Regions from separate parts of the Bos taurus genome. Here region 2 is linked to region 1. The links are chromatin contacts, called in public Hi-C maps. All regions are on one chromosome and are shown on one strand. Each heading gives the region's core, a stretch centred on a gene start, on an enhancer-like site or on the middle of the called end of the contact. The rest is flanking DNA. Distances are from core to core; before and after follow the strand shown. Region 1 has its middle 69 kb from the start of UBL3. Region 2 holds the start of UBL3 (ubiquitin like 3).

Evidence for each region. Hi-C and Micro-C count contacts between places; a contact is called where the count stands out from the background.
Region 2: a Hi-C map of skeletal muscle shows a contact between it and region 1, with 4 times the contacts expected there. The contact joins the promoter of UBL3 here to the enhancer-like site in region 1. A contact is called at or near these places in 2 of 11 Hi-C or Micro-C datasets (skeletal muscle and an unstated tissue).

The regions. Positions count from the first base shown.
Region 1 is chr12:30,732,842-30,739,159 of ARS-UCD2.0, reverse strand. No RefSeq gene overlaps it. Among named protein-coding and RNA genes, the nearest start is that of UBL3, 69 kb to the left of the region's middle. Within about 2 kb of position 4,104, at least 44 of the 102 cell types and tissues checked have an H3K27ac peak or open chromatin away from gene starts, as enhancers often do. A contact at or near this core is called in skeletal muscle, where this site is marked.
Region 2 is chr12:30,802,859-30,809,176 of ARS-UCD2.0, reverse strand. It overlaps UBL3 (ubiquitin like 3), which reads right to left and starts at 3,859. Exons shown (of 5, transcript NM_001038144.2): 1 at 2,737-3,859. The coding sequence starts at 2,763.

The sequences.
Region 1 (6,318 bases), core at 2,855-5,354:
AAAGTTGCAGAAAATTTTAAGATAAAAGACAATATTGCAATTAAATCCAGGCTTTTCATTGGCCACACCTCAGAACCCTGAGTGCCAGTAGAAGCTCTACAGTGGAAAGTTTTGAAAGCTCTGCTCTCTGGAAACATAAGGAGGTCACACCCAGCCCAGCCTTCTGGGTCCTCATTTTCCTTACTTCTCTCTCAGTGGGAAAGTCTGATACTCTATGTCTTCACAGATGTTGAGAAAACACTATTTCCAAGTAAGTACATGAGCCACAATGCAAAGTATGCAGGTAAGATACCAGACTCCCTTTCTTTCACATGAAACATCTAGAACAACAACCACAGCTAACAAAGAGTAATTGATACATCGGTACCCTGGTTTGGTGCCGTCTGACACAGCCAGGGGTGTGGCTACTGACAGTAGGTAGGTTTTGTGGAAGAGAAGAGAGCAGCTCAATGCCAGCGAGATAAAATGTTAGGGCTGTCTCCTAAACATCTTCCCAGCTGTCTTTGGCATTTTTTTCTTTCTTCTTGGATCCATGGATTGCCCAGTGTCCCGGACCCACTTTCTTCCCTATGGAGAACTTTGCCAAGGCTCCCATAACACTCTGCCATCACACACTCTATACAGACACCTGCAGGGGTGCCCTGTTGCCTCTTAAGTCTTACATAAGATCCCACAGTTTTGGACAACTCACCTTCTTATCTTTCTGGGGCTTCCCAGGTGGTACTAGTGGTAAAGAACCTGCCTGCCAATGCAAGTGACATAAGAGATGCAGGTTCAAACTCTGGGAAGGGAAGATCCCCTGGAGGAGGAAATGGCAACCCACTCTAGCATTCTTGCCTGGAGCATCCCATGGACAGAGAAGCCTGGTAGGCTACGGTCCATACGGTTGCACAGAGTTGGACATGGCTAAAGCGACTTAGCACGCACACGTCTTCCAGTGCTGCTTTTTTTAACCTTAATCAGACCAGGATCTGTGCCAGCTCTTCACCGCTTTCTCAGATTTCTGTGCACTGTGCTTTCTCCCTGAGATCTTCCCTTGCTTCTACAAACCCCAGCCAGCATGTCCTTCAGCATCTGGGGCTCATTCTTCAAAGCTCAGTGTATCTCCTCACGGAAGCCTATAGGAATCCTCCCTTTGCTCCGTCACGCTCTGTAGCTGTGAGACAGCTGTCACCATTTGTGTACATGTCTTTGCTCCTCTACTGGATGATACCATCCTCTACTGGATGGTATCAGCTTGAGGGTAAGGACTGTGTCTTACCCATCTTTGCATTTTCTATGCTACTTAAGTACCCACAGGGGCTTCCCAGGTGGCACAGTGGTAAAGAACCCACCTGCCAATGCAGGAGATCCAAGTGATGCAAGTTCGATCCATGGATCAGGAAGATCCCCTGGAGAAAGAAATAGCAACCCACTCTAGCATTCTTGCCTGGAAAGTTCCATGGACAGAGGAGCCTGGCGGGCTCTAGTCCATGGAGTCGCAAAGAGTCAGACATGACTGAGCACATATGCACGTAGGTACCCATGTCCTCCACATATTAGAGCTCGGTGTGTTGGCCTTTGCCGTGGGTAAGTTACTATGTCTCTCTGAGCCTTGGTGCCCTTATCTGTAAAGTGGGGCTAACAGTAACGTGTCCTTCACAGGGATGAGTGTCAGGATGATGTGAACTCATGCAAGTAAAGTGCTTATGCCAAGCTTGGCACATAGTATGCATTCCTTGCTACTACTATCAATATTATGTCAATTGTACCTTATTCATTTCATACTAAAATGGTCTCTTTTCAGTGTCTGGGATATCTCCCATCTTCCTTATTTAATAAAGAAAACAGTGCTTACTAGGTTTTGGGGTTACCCCTGCCTGTGTATCAGCATCACCTGGGGAGCTTTAGAAAGTACTAATGCCTGGCTTCTACCTTCCAGAAACTCTCCTTCAGTGGGTGTGTCCAACATCAGTCATTTGTTATTCCCCGAGTGTTTCTCAAGTAGGGCCAAGATAGTGAACCCCTGAAAATCATTAGAGAGTTTACCATTTCTGTAACAGGTCCTTTCAGCCCTGTGTCTAGAGCAAAGAGCTGGAGTCTGGGGGCACCAATCTCCAGACGACTGCATGGTTAACACCAAAGGATGTATGTTTCTCTTCATTCTAGAAATCTTCCACTGTTTCATTCTCTAAAAGCTCCCATGATGACTCAGCATTTTAATACTTCTTGGTGCTCCTGTTCCATTCCCATATGAGTCAAGTGCTGGCTCAGGATAACTTAGTGCATAAAATGCTAGATGATAAAAACACAAGGTAATTAAGACATATGGGCTTCCCTGAAGGGGCTCAGTGGGCAAAGAATCCACCTGCAATGCAGGAGATACAGAAGACCTGGGTTTGACCCCTGGGTCAGGAAGCTCTCCTGGAGGAGGAAATGGCAACCCACTCCAGTATTCTTGGCCTGGATAGAGCAGTATTCTCCCATGGACAGAGGCTGGCAGGCTATAGTCCATGGGGTCCCAAAGAGTCAGACGTGACTGAGCATGCACGTGCGCGCATACACACACACACACACAGTGATACATGAGAGAGGAGGAGGGAAACACGAAAACCTTCCAACCCTCCAGCTCCCATTTTCCCTCTTGAGCTTGTTATGAGCGATGGGCTCTGTCCCAGCAGCCAGGAGTGGGCAGGGCCTCAGAGAGGGCATAGGAGGCCACGGTCTGCCCGCTTGTGCCCCGTGAGCAGACGCTGCTGGACAATTGGGCTATTGTAGCAATAAGCAGAGAGTAATTACTGATAGAGAGATGCAGATTCCTGTTTCTTGCCCTCTAGCCTTTTAAAAACCCCTTGTTCAGTAATTAAATGTATAAACCTTGTAGTTCTCACTGGGCATTGGATTTCAACAGGAATTTGGCCAAAATCAGGACTGGAGAATCGGCCCCGCCGTGACCAACCTTGGAATGCTTAGTCAGCCTGGTCCTGCTGACTCAATCCTCTCTTTGAACTGCAGGACTTATGTAACTTTAGTCTGAGAGTCCAGCCCAGGAGTTCTATTGCCAAGACTGAGAAGAGGGGAAAAAAAAGTTGATTAAATTCAAGACATGGCAGATAATGCCAAAAGACAGAGGAAATGTGATCTCCGAGGAGAGAGAGAAACGTGTGTGTTTTGGAGATAGGAGTGTCGGGGAAATGGACGCTGAGGGTCAGATGACTTCTGCAAAGCAACTGCTCTGAGGAATTTATACTGGTCCCCTGGTACCACTAGGGGTAGTTCTGGATGGTGCCTGGTGGTTGCTGATGTTTTGCCAATGGACCCAGAATGTGACTTGAAAACCTGCGTGAAAGACCCATGAACTGTTCAGGTGCTTCTGAAGACAGGCCCCATTCTGGGGCTTAGGTAGAGGACACAGCACCCCACCTCCACCCCCAAGAAGACCCACACACCAGATCACACATGGAGCTGATACCACAAGCCCCAAATGCCCTGGGCCTTAGTCCAGACATCTTTAAGTTGGATGGGACCTTGGACATAATTTTTTACAGGTTGGGAAAGTAACACCTGCAGAGGTGAAGTAAATTACCCAGATCACATATCTACTTGTGGCAGAGACGGGACCACAGCCTGAAATTGCCAGCAACCCTGAACCTGCTCACTCTGGTGCCGAGCTGGGTGATAGGCACAGGGGGCTAGAGAAAGAAACAGCTCCTGGGCCAGGCACCCCCTCCCTGGATCTTGTATTCTGAGAGGACACTTGTGAAAATTCTGTCTGGGCGCTAACTGCACAAACAAAACAGAAGAGCAAGTGGAGGAGACGCAGGGAACCAGCCAGGAAGGACATGCTTAAAGCATGAAGTCACCAGCTGCGAGGGCAAACCACCCATGGAAAGAAGGTTCTTGTGCTGAGCGCCTCCAACAAGGCTCTCCGAGGCTTCGAGGGGCAGCAGAGAAAATGCGAAGAATCTACAAAATGTTCTGCAGCTCTGCTCAGCTCTTGAAACTCAAATATTTGTTTTCTATCAGGAAGTGGCTCAGAGCACGGGCACAGTCTCACGGAGTGCGTGATCCGAGAACCAGCCAAGCGCCCCAGCGGGATTCAGGATGTCTTAGCCACGCCTCCAGTGAACACCTTTCAACAACAACAGCACCTGAGTCAGAGCTAAAGCCCTTCCTGGGCTTAGCCCGACCCTCCTGTTCACTCCCTTTGCCTCCAAAGCCCAGAGCGGTCCAGCGCCCCCTGCTGGTGACCTATCTTGCTGCTGGGTTTAGGAGCTAGACTCCCTTTCCCAGCAGTGAGTCCAAGACTTTCCGTTCCCTATTTTATAAGACGCTTCTCTCTGCTTAAAATGCCCAGTGCCTGGTGATGCCGTGTCTTTTGTGCTTAAAGGGAGAAAGAAATTAATTTGGGAGTAGTTGGGGGTGGATGCCCACATCCTTCCCTCGCATCCTGGATGTCACTGGGAAGGATGAATTCCTGGCTGGAGGCAAGTGAGCTCCACGCCATCACCTCTGAGCACATTAGAGCCTTGAGCCAGTATGCTCCCCATGCAGCTAAGACTTGGGCAGGTTTGCCAGCTGTCTCATCAGATGGAATGCAGACAAACAGAGAAGGGTGAGCCTGGCTTGCTCCTGACGCTCCCTCTCGGCTGTTCCAGGGGAGAACTCAGGGCCAGTGAGGGCTGCCCTCCACCCAGCAGGGCTCCCTGATGGTGCCTGTCTTCAGGGAAGAAGAACCTCGAGGCCCCTGAACTCCCCCCAGGCCACTCCTTTAAGCCTATAATTCCTGCTGTGCTGCGCATGCGTGCGTCCTTAGTCGTGTCCAACTCTTTGTGACCCCATGGGCTGTAGCCCGCCAGGCTCCTCTGCCCATGGGATTTCCCAGACAAGAATACCGGGGTGGGTTGCCATTTCCTCCTCCAGGGGATCTTCCTGACCCAGGGACTGAACCCGAATCTCCTGCGTCTCCTGCTTGGCAGGCAGATTCTTTACCACTGAGCCACCTGGGAAGCTGGAATTCCTGCTGCAGGAGGGAAAAAAGAAAAAAAGAAAAAAAAAAAGGCTTTAACTTCACATTTGAAAAATAAGACTTAAAGGTCCATACCCCTTTGATGAAAAAAACTTCAAGCCCATCCAAATTGGAAGTCACTGATTTAAAATCTTTTTTTAAACTCAGATTGATAAGGAAAAAAGAAGTATATAAGAGCTGGACATAAACTCTGGCTATTTCATAATTTTGCCCAGGGCTTACCCTTTTTGCCTTGAAAAAAAATCTATTCGCCACATGGACGGGGGCGGAGGGGTGGGTGTAGATTTTCCCCTCTTCTATCTGGATTGTCTGTCATCTTCCTCAGCTATGCCACGTGACTTTCTCAAAACTACCGCTGAGTTGTCTATGAGCTCAGCTTTGCAGTGGGCACTTCTTATACTGAGCAAATACTGATGAGCTTTAAGGCAGCCCCTCATCTGTGAGCCAGTGGAGATCTAGCAGTCAAGTCCAGTGTTCTCCTTTTACAGACAAAGAAGTCAGCGCTGCTGGGGTGAGAGGCTGGCAGTACTCAGACCTCAGTCGGTTTTGCTTGGGGATCTCATCCGGGTTTCACAACTCCTTTTCTGATTCTCCAGAAGCCAGTGACAAGACAGCACCTCTAAACTCTGCTTTGTCTCAGGGTTCTTAGACAGGACTAGTCAACAGGCTTCCTTTCAAGCTTTCTGTCCAATGGAAACCCTGCTTGACTAATTCAGAACCACTTCTCTGGAAATCTTGAATCTTTGGCACTAATTCAACATAGAGAATTATGTTGAATAATTATTATTATTTTCCCCTCCATAAAGCAGGAGAACTGAAGTGATATAGGTGAGTCACACAGTGATACTCGACGAAGGCAACCTTCTATCACGACCGGAGAATGAAGACCCGGCACGGCAGGTTTACACTGATATCTAATTCCTGTCCTTGGGTTCTGCCTGCAGAGAGAGGCCTTGGCACAAGGCGTTGTTTATGCTCTAGCTTCGTGTACGGGGTAGGATGGGGAGGAGGGACGTGGGTTCTGTTTTAGAAAGTGTGTGTTAGGTTGGTGGATGATCTGGAGGAGGGGACTAGAGGGAAAAAGTGTGTACACACGCACACACATGCACGCACGCCTGTGGTTGCCACGGGCCTGATGTTTGTTCCCACTGGCTAGCTCAGCAGAAAATTTGGCTGAGTTGCAAGACTTACGTTTTGAAGGCGGGCATGATAAAGAGTAAATACATTTTTCAGGTTCGGGAACACGCCAGCCTGGAAGAGCCAAGGGAAGAGGGAGAAAAGATTTCTTTTTTTTTTTTTTCTCCAATAAT
Region 2 (6,318 bases), core at 2,610-5,109, 70 kb before region 1:
AATCCATTCACTAGGGGTACCATTCGTACCCTGCCCTAAAAGACTGACTTGCTATATTTGGATTCTAAGAAAAAGAGACTCCTTATGGTACACAAAAAAATATACTGAATGTTTAAAAATAAATTTTCAATGTCAGTAACAAAAAAAGTCATGCTAAAAAAAAAATCGATTTAAAAAGTGAGTCACAATAATTTCTGTAAGGAGACTTTACCAAAAACAACAACTGCTTTAGCAATTATTAGAACTCAAGAGCGAACTATCTCTATTGAAACCATGACAGGGTTTATTATAATTTCACTGCCCCACCTCTTCTCCGAAATAGGATTTTCCTATACAGGTGACAAGCATCATTAACAGATGAAAAAGCGTAACATTTGTTTCTAAATAGCACACACTATCACCAATGAGAAACTTAAAATGCTTACTGCATCTAGCAAATGTATGTATTCATACTTGCAAGAATATGCATCCCAATCAATTTAGAATTATGCTGCAAGGGAAGTATCAGATTGTGGAGAGGTGAGGCTGAGAAGGCCGATGCTTTTCAAGAGTAGTGACATTTTCCTCACTTTAAGTCAGAATGTAAGTGCAGACTGTCAATTATTGATAATGAAAACTTTAACAAACATGAAGTATTGAGTCCACGACTTCTAACCGGTATTTATCATGTTATATTTCAAAAAGCTGTAATTCTAGGTACATATCAAAGGAAGACACTTCTTAAACAAAAATGCAATGTGAGTAATACCAAATGACGGTTTAAAGGTTTTAATGCTGGAAAAAAACCCTCAAGGCCTCCAGCGAGTTGTATGGCTAAAAAATGAAACATAAAAATTATTCAGAATCATCTAATCTGAGCTGTACCCTAGACACATTCTGAAACAGCATCACCAAGGAATTATATGTTTATTACATAATACTGCTTTGCCCTTGCCTATCACCTTTAATCAAGGGATCTCAAAGCACCACAGAATCATCACGGCCTTAAAATACAGTCTAAAACAGAAACAGTTGTATTTGATAACTAGAGCTATTAATACAACCTTGCCATCCCTTCCCGGCACCCCGATCCAAACACTAGCTTCCAAACCTCCTCTCTGACTTGGAAACGGTATTCTCCAAATCACCTCAATTTGTGAGTGAAGCTACGCACATTCAGCTCCTTCTCATCACTGGGCCTAAATAAAGAAAGCTGTTGCACTGTTTTAATCTCACAGATCTATTGCACAACAACTTCTGTGACAGATATATAGTATATAAGGTGATCATACTGCACACTGTGCATGATGATATAAAATGGAGGTTTTAGCCAGACAGCAAGTCTTTGCTGGAGGGTACGAGCCCACAGAGTATCCATCGGGGAAAGTGGGTTTTCCTGCTCCGTCCAGAGACCTATCTAGGCAACTTCACCAACAGGGTGAAGGAAATCCAGTCTGGTTAGGCTTAAGCCGGCAGGAGACTATGCTCCAGTGTGCACCCCAGGAGGGAAAGGAAAACTAAAAGGACAATGCTCGAGTTTTAAGACTCAGGAAGGAGAGTGTTGGGTTGCTCTGTGGCCACCCAAGAGACAGAACACTGTGGTTCCTTTGCATTTAAACAGCACACTGAAAGGGAAATCAAACACAAGCAAAATGTCTTTAAACCAAGGTCAAAATATGCCATTTAGAGCCATTTAATTTAATTTTACAGCCCGTAAATGGGGTTCACTCTAACTGAAGCGTCTGACATTTTAAAATTTAATCCTCAGCAAAGTTCAATTTTGTTTTTTTCACCGAAATATACAAACACTCAAATGTTAACTTCGAATATATGAGCATAACTATGTTAACTTCAATTCTTTCATAAAGGAGATTATTCCCCTTCCTGTTAATTGCATTACGTTTGTCCCCAAGACAGACAGCAAAGAGTAATTTCACCTCACACAAACCCACCTTCCCAGCGCTGTAAGCCTACACAGTTCCTGTTAGTCAACAGTCTCATAAGCTTAACCTACTTTATGAACAAAAAGAAAAGCGTCAATAAACAAGAGTACTTTGGTTTCCAGTTCTTAACATTCCAGGATCAAGGTTCAATCAATAATGTGTTTTATTAGCCTTTAAAAGTCCAGTGATGTCATACTACTAAATATTTGGTACTAAAAGTCCTGGAATATTCATTAAAAGTACCAAAATACAGTCAGCCTGGATTTGTGAACATTCCAAAACGTCTATTTCTGTGCCGTGCTTGTTCTCCCAAACGTTTCGAAAAGCTCACAGCAAATCCTGGCCGAGATAAGACGTCCCCACTTCTTGGAAATATCCGGCTTGCACCTACTGCATTCATGACCAGTGTCACAGGGCAAGATTCCCGATTTCATGCCCACCTCTGTATCTAGCAGGGACACCCGGCCTCAGCTCTGCCGTTTTCAGAAGCTTTCAGACACAAGTGTTCAGAGGCTTCTAGCAAAGCGGAAGAGATTTTTCTCCACTTCAAGGCACCTTGCTACATGTTCCCAACTTCTCCATTGTCTTTAACCATTTAGAAAACGCAACCAAGTGAGAAGATCCGTATTCAACGCAGCGCTTTCAACGAGAGCGACACCAGACCCTCCAACTTCTTCCACAATCTCCCGGGACCGTGGCTTCCCCACCCCCACCCCGCAAACCTTCACCCTACGCCTGCATCCTTTCTGATTAAACGAGATTGGAAACCACAATTAAATCAAAGGCTGTCGTTAACTCTTAATCCTTCACTTACCATATCCGCCGGGACATTACTGGACATCTTGCCGTTTGACATATACCCAGATGTTTACGCAAAGAAAAAAAAATTTTTTAAGACAACAAATTAAAAAGAGTCTTCTGTTAGTCTTCAAGCTAACAGAAATCAATCTTCAAGATCTTGATTGGTTCGAGATGTGCTCTCCAAAAATAATTTTTTAAAATAAAATAAGTTCTTTCCGAGCCGAAGTGCCGGCCTGGCCGGGCGCAGAGGAACAATCGCCGGCAGAGCTGTAGCCGGAGCGGAGCAACTCCCGGGTCGCCGAAGTCAGCAGCAGCGGCAGCAGCAGCCCCAGGACCGGCCGCGCCAGGTGGACCGAGCCGAGTGACACACGGACATGGAGCGGGGTGGGAGGGGGTTAAATCGCCTTCCTCCTTTCCCAGCCCCGCCGTGATTCACACTCGCTCCCGAGTCGAGTCCTCATGAAGCGGGAGGATGACCAGGCGCCGCGGCACACAGAGAACTTATGTGGCTACACATGGACTCGTCCCCGGCGGCCGGAGCGGGCAAACGGCTCTCAACTCGCGCGGCCGGGGCCGCGGAAACCCGCGCTCAAGGGCATTTAACTCGTTGGCAGCCGAAGTGCTAGCCCGGGCCGGAGAGCCCGGGCGGGGAGCGGTGGCGGGGGTGAGCGCGGGGCGCTCGGCCGGCCAGGAGCGAGACCCCCACGGCCCGTTGGGGCTCAGGCCGCGGGCGCCTCCGGGCAGCCGCGGGGCTCGGGGCGCATCGTCTCCGGCTTCCCAGCGCTCCTCTCCCGCCTCCTCCGCCTGTGCCTCCCCCCCACCGTCTCCGCCTTCCGCTCCCCTCCCCGGCCTCGCGAGCTCCCCGCGACGCCGACTTCGGCCGGACCCCGGAAGAGGCCGGGTCCTTCCTCTCCTCAGCCCGGGAACCGTTTCCTCTCAGAGCTCCGTCTCTCTGCCTCCTCCTCCTCCACTTTTCAGTCCCCGACGCCGCAGCCGCCTCCTGTCATCACCCCTCAAGCCAACATGGCGGCAGCGGCGGCAGCTGCCGGAGCGCGAGCCGGGGACCCGCGGAGAGCACGGTCCCCCCCCGCCCCGCCTTCCTCGCAACCACCGCCTCCGCCTTCCTGCCCCCCCCCCGCCCCCAGTTTTCCGCGAACACCGAGTGCGTCACTACGGAGACCACCCTGGAGCATCACGGGAAATGTAGTCTATGTGGTGGGGGTGGGGGTGGGGAACGGGACACCAAACGCGTTCTAGTCGGACTCCGAGGCCACGCCCCTCTTAGCAACAGTTGCTAGGAGAGGAAAACTCGCTTTAGCCGGACGACTGCCCAGGAGTTTAGGGAGATACCTGCTGCCAGGAGGGCTGTGATACTGAGAATTATTGGGGGTGGGGGATGGAAAATGATTCTGCACAGAGAAATTCCCTCATGCACAAAATACTCTCAGACTTAAAACATGGTTTACCTCCAAGCAGAATCACTCATTTTAATGACAGCGCGCTCTCCACATCCTGCAATCTCAAAGCATTTCGTATAGTGATTTCATCTAGGTCTCTCCTCAACAATACATTTGGAGGATCAGAAGCAATCATTGATTTCCAATACGGTCATAGAAGTTCAGCAAGAGTAAGGATGTCATTAAGCAGGGAGAATGTTTGAACATGTGTTTCTTGACGACCCAGGGCCATAAAACTACAATCCAGTTAATTGAAATTACCCAAAACTACATTCAAGACAATAGTGTATGAACCAAAAACTGTGTTAGACACAATAGTGTATGATGCAAAATCTCTGTCAGGAAACAGCTACGTACTCCAAACCACATGGGGTTACACAAGTTTACCAGGCTAGCCCTGAAATCCCACTTAACTCAAAATGTGATTGAAAACTTATACACCAGCAGTGATTAGCAAACAACAGAAAATAATACCATCGGTGAGAAACTTAGATGAAGAATATGTCTTCCCCAGATTTAGGAACAAAATGCAGAGACCGCAAATGTCTATCTGACTCATATCTCTCTTAGTGCTTCGAGTGTTTTAGGAAAGGCCATCTCAATATACCTATATAAAAATGCCAACAGACTTAAGAGTCTGAAAGCCACCTCTCCAACCTCCAGTTCTGTGACCTCATCTGTGAAACAGTCTTGCCTACCTTCCAGGGGTCAAGTAGGGGCAGTTGTGAGGATGAGTCCATGCATGGGAAATAAATCACTTTGTAAATAATATGCATCGTTTGATGTGAAATGTTACTACTTATTCATTCAGCAAACCCTCCAGGTCCTTGGCGAGGTACCGGAAGTTTAAAAGATGACTAATTCAGGCAGTGTCCTCCATTGGCTAGGAGCCTGTGTCATTCCCCCAGCAATCTCTCCAGTCAGGTGTGTCTATCATGATGGAAACTCTCAGGAAGTTTAGAGTACCTACCTCTCGAATAGATTGGCTGGAGAAATTCCAAACACTCCTGGGGGTGTACATCATCCTGGGGTGAGTTAGGGTGGTAACCAGGGAGGAGGAGGGTAGGTCAAATTCTCAGAAAGACCAAAGGACAGGAGACAAAAGAGACCCAAACCTTGCCTGGAGTAGGTTTCAGGACTTGATCTAGATATGTCTAAGTCTGTAGCTGCGTGAATCTCCCTGGCCTCATTCCCCATGTGTAGCAACCTCAGCACCCTCTCCACCAGCCCTCCAGGAAATAAGGACTGCCGAAGATGCTTCAAGGAGCTCACCAAGTTCGTCCTCCACCCCACTCCAAATCCCAACTTTTGTCCACCTGCTGCCCTGCCCAAGGCTCTGCTGAGTCTGAAAGTCATTGAAAGACAAGAAAGACAAGAGAGCAGGACGTATAACCCACTTCCTCTGCTCTTTCCCAATAATCATACAATGACAAGAGAAGTAATGACCTCCACCGCCAGCCCAAAACCTTGGCATCTCTGACACGTGGTGCTCTGTTTGCTGCCACAGCAAAACGCAACATCTTTCAAAAGTAAAGTCCCCGCACCTGGCTGTGTTTCTAATCATTCTTCTAAGAGGCTGCGACATTATTCTCCATACAATTCATTATAGCTCTTTCCTAATAGTGTTAAGGCATAAGGAAGCATGACCGGACACCACTGCAGATTTTTGTACTCTCCTGTCTTTACTCTGTACTTCCCGATTCAGGTGGGTAAGATGAGAGGCTGGAGAAAGAGTCCCTGGGTCCACAGTGAAAAAGGGTAGCATCTTTTTGATACCTTCAATCCACTGTCAGCAACAATCTAAAGGAAGTGAATGACACAGCATTTTTGTATTGAGAAAAGCAACTCCATGGGAAATCAGAAGCCTTGCCTCTGCCCAATAATTTGCTGTGTGACCTTTGCTAAGATGCTTTGCTTCTCTGAGCCTCAATTTCTTCATCTGCAGAGATTGGACTAAAAGTCTTTAAGCTGCTTCTAAGAGTCTGTGAAGTCAAGTTCCAGAAGAATAACACATGACACCCATGATCTGTTAAAAATATCTCTCCCAAGTGACTGCTCACATGTATAAGGGTTTTTTTTTTTTGGAGGTGGGGTGCGGTGGGGTGGAGCCAGGTGTGATGGAAATATTCTAAGATTAG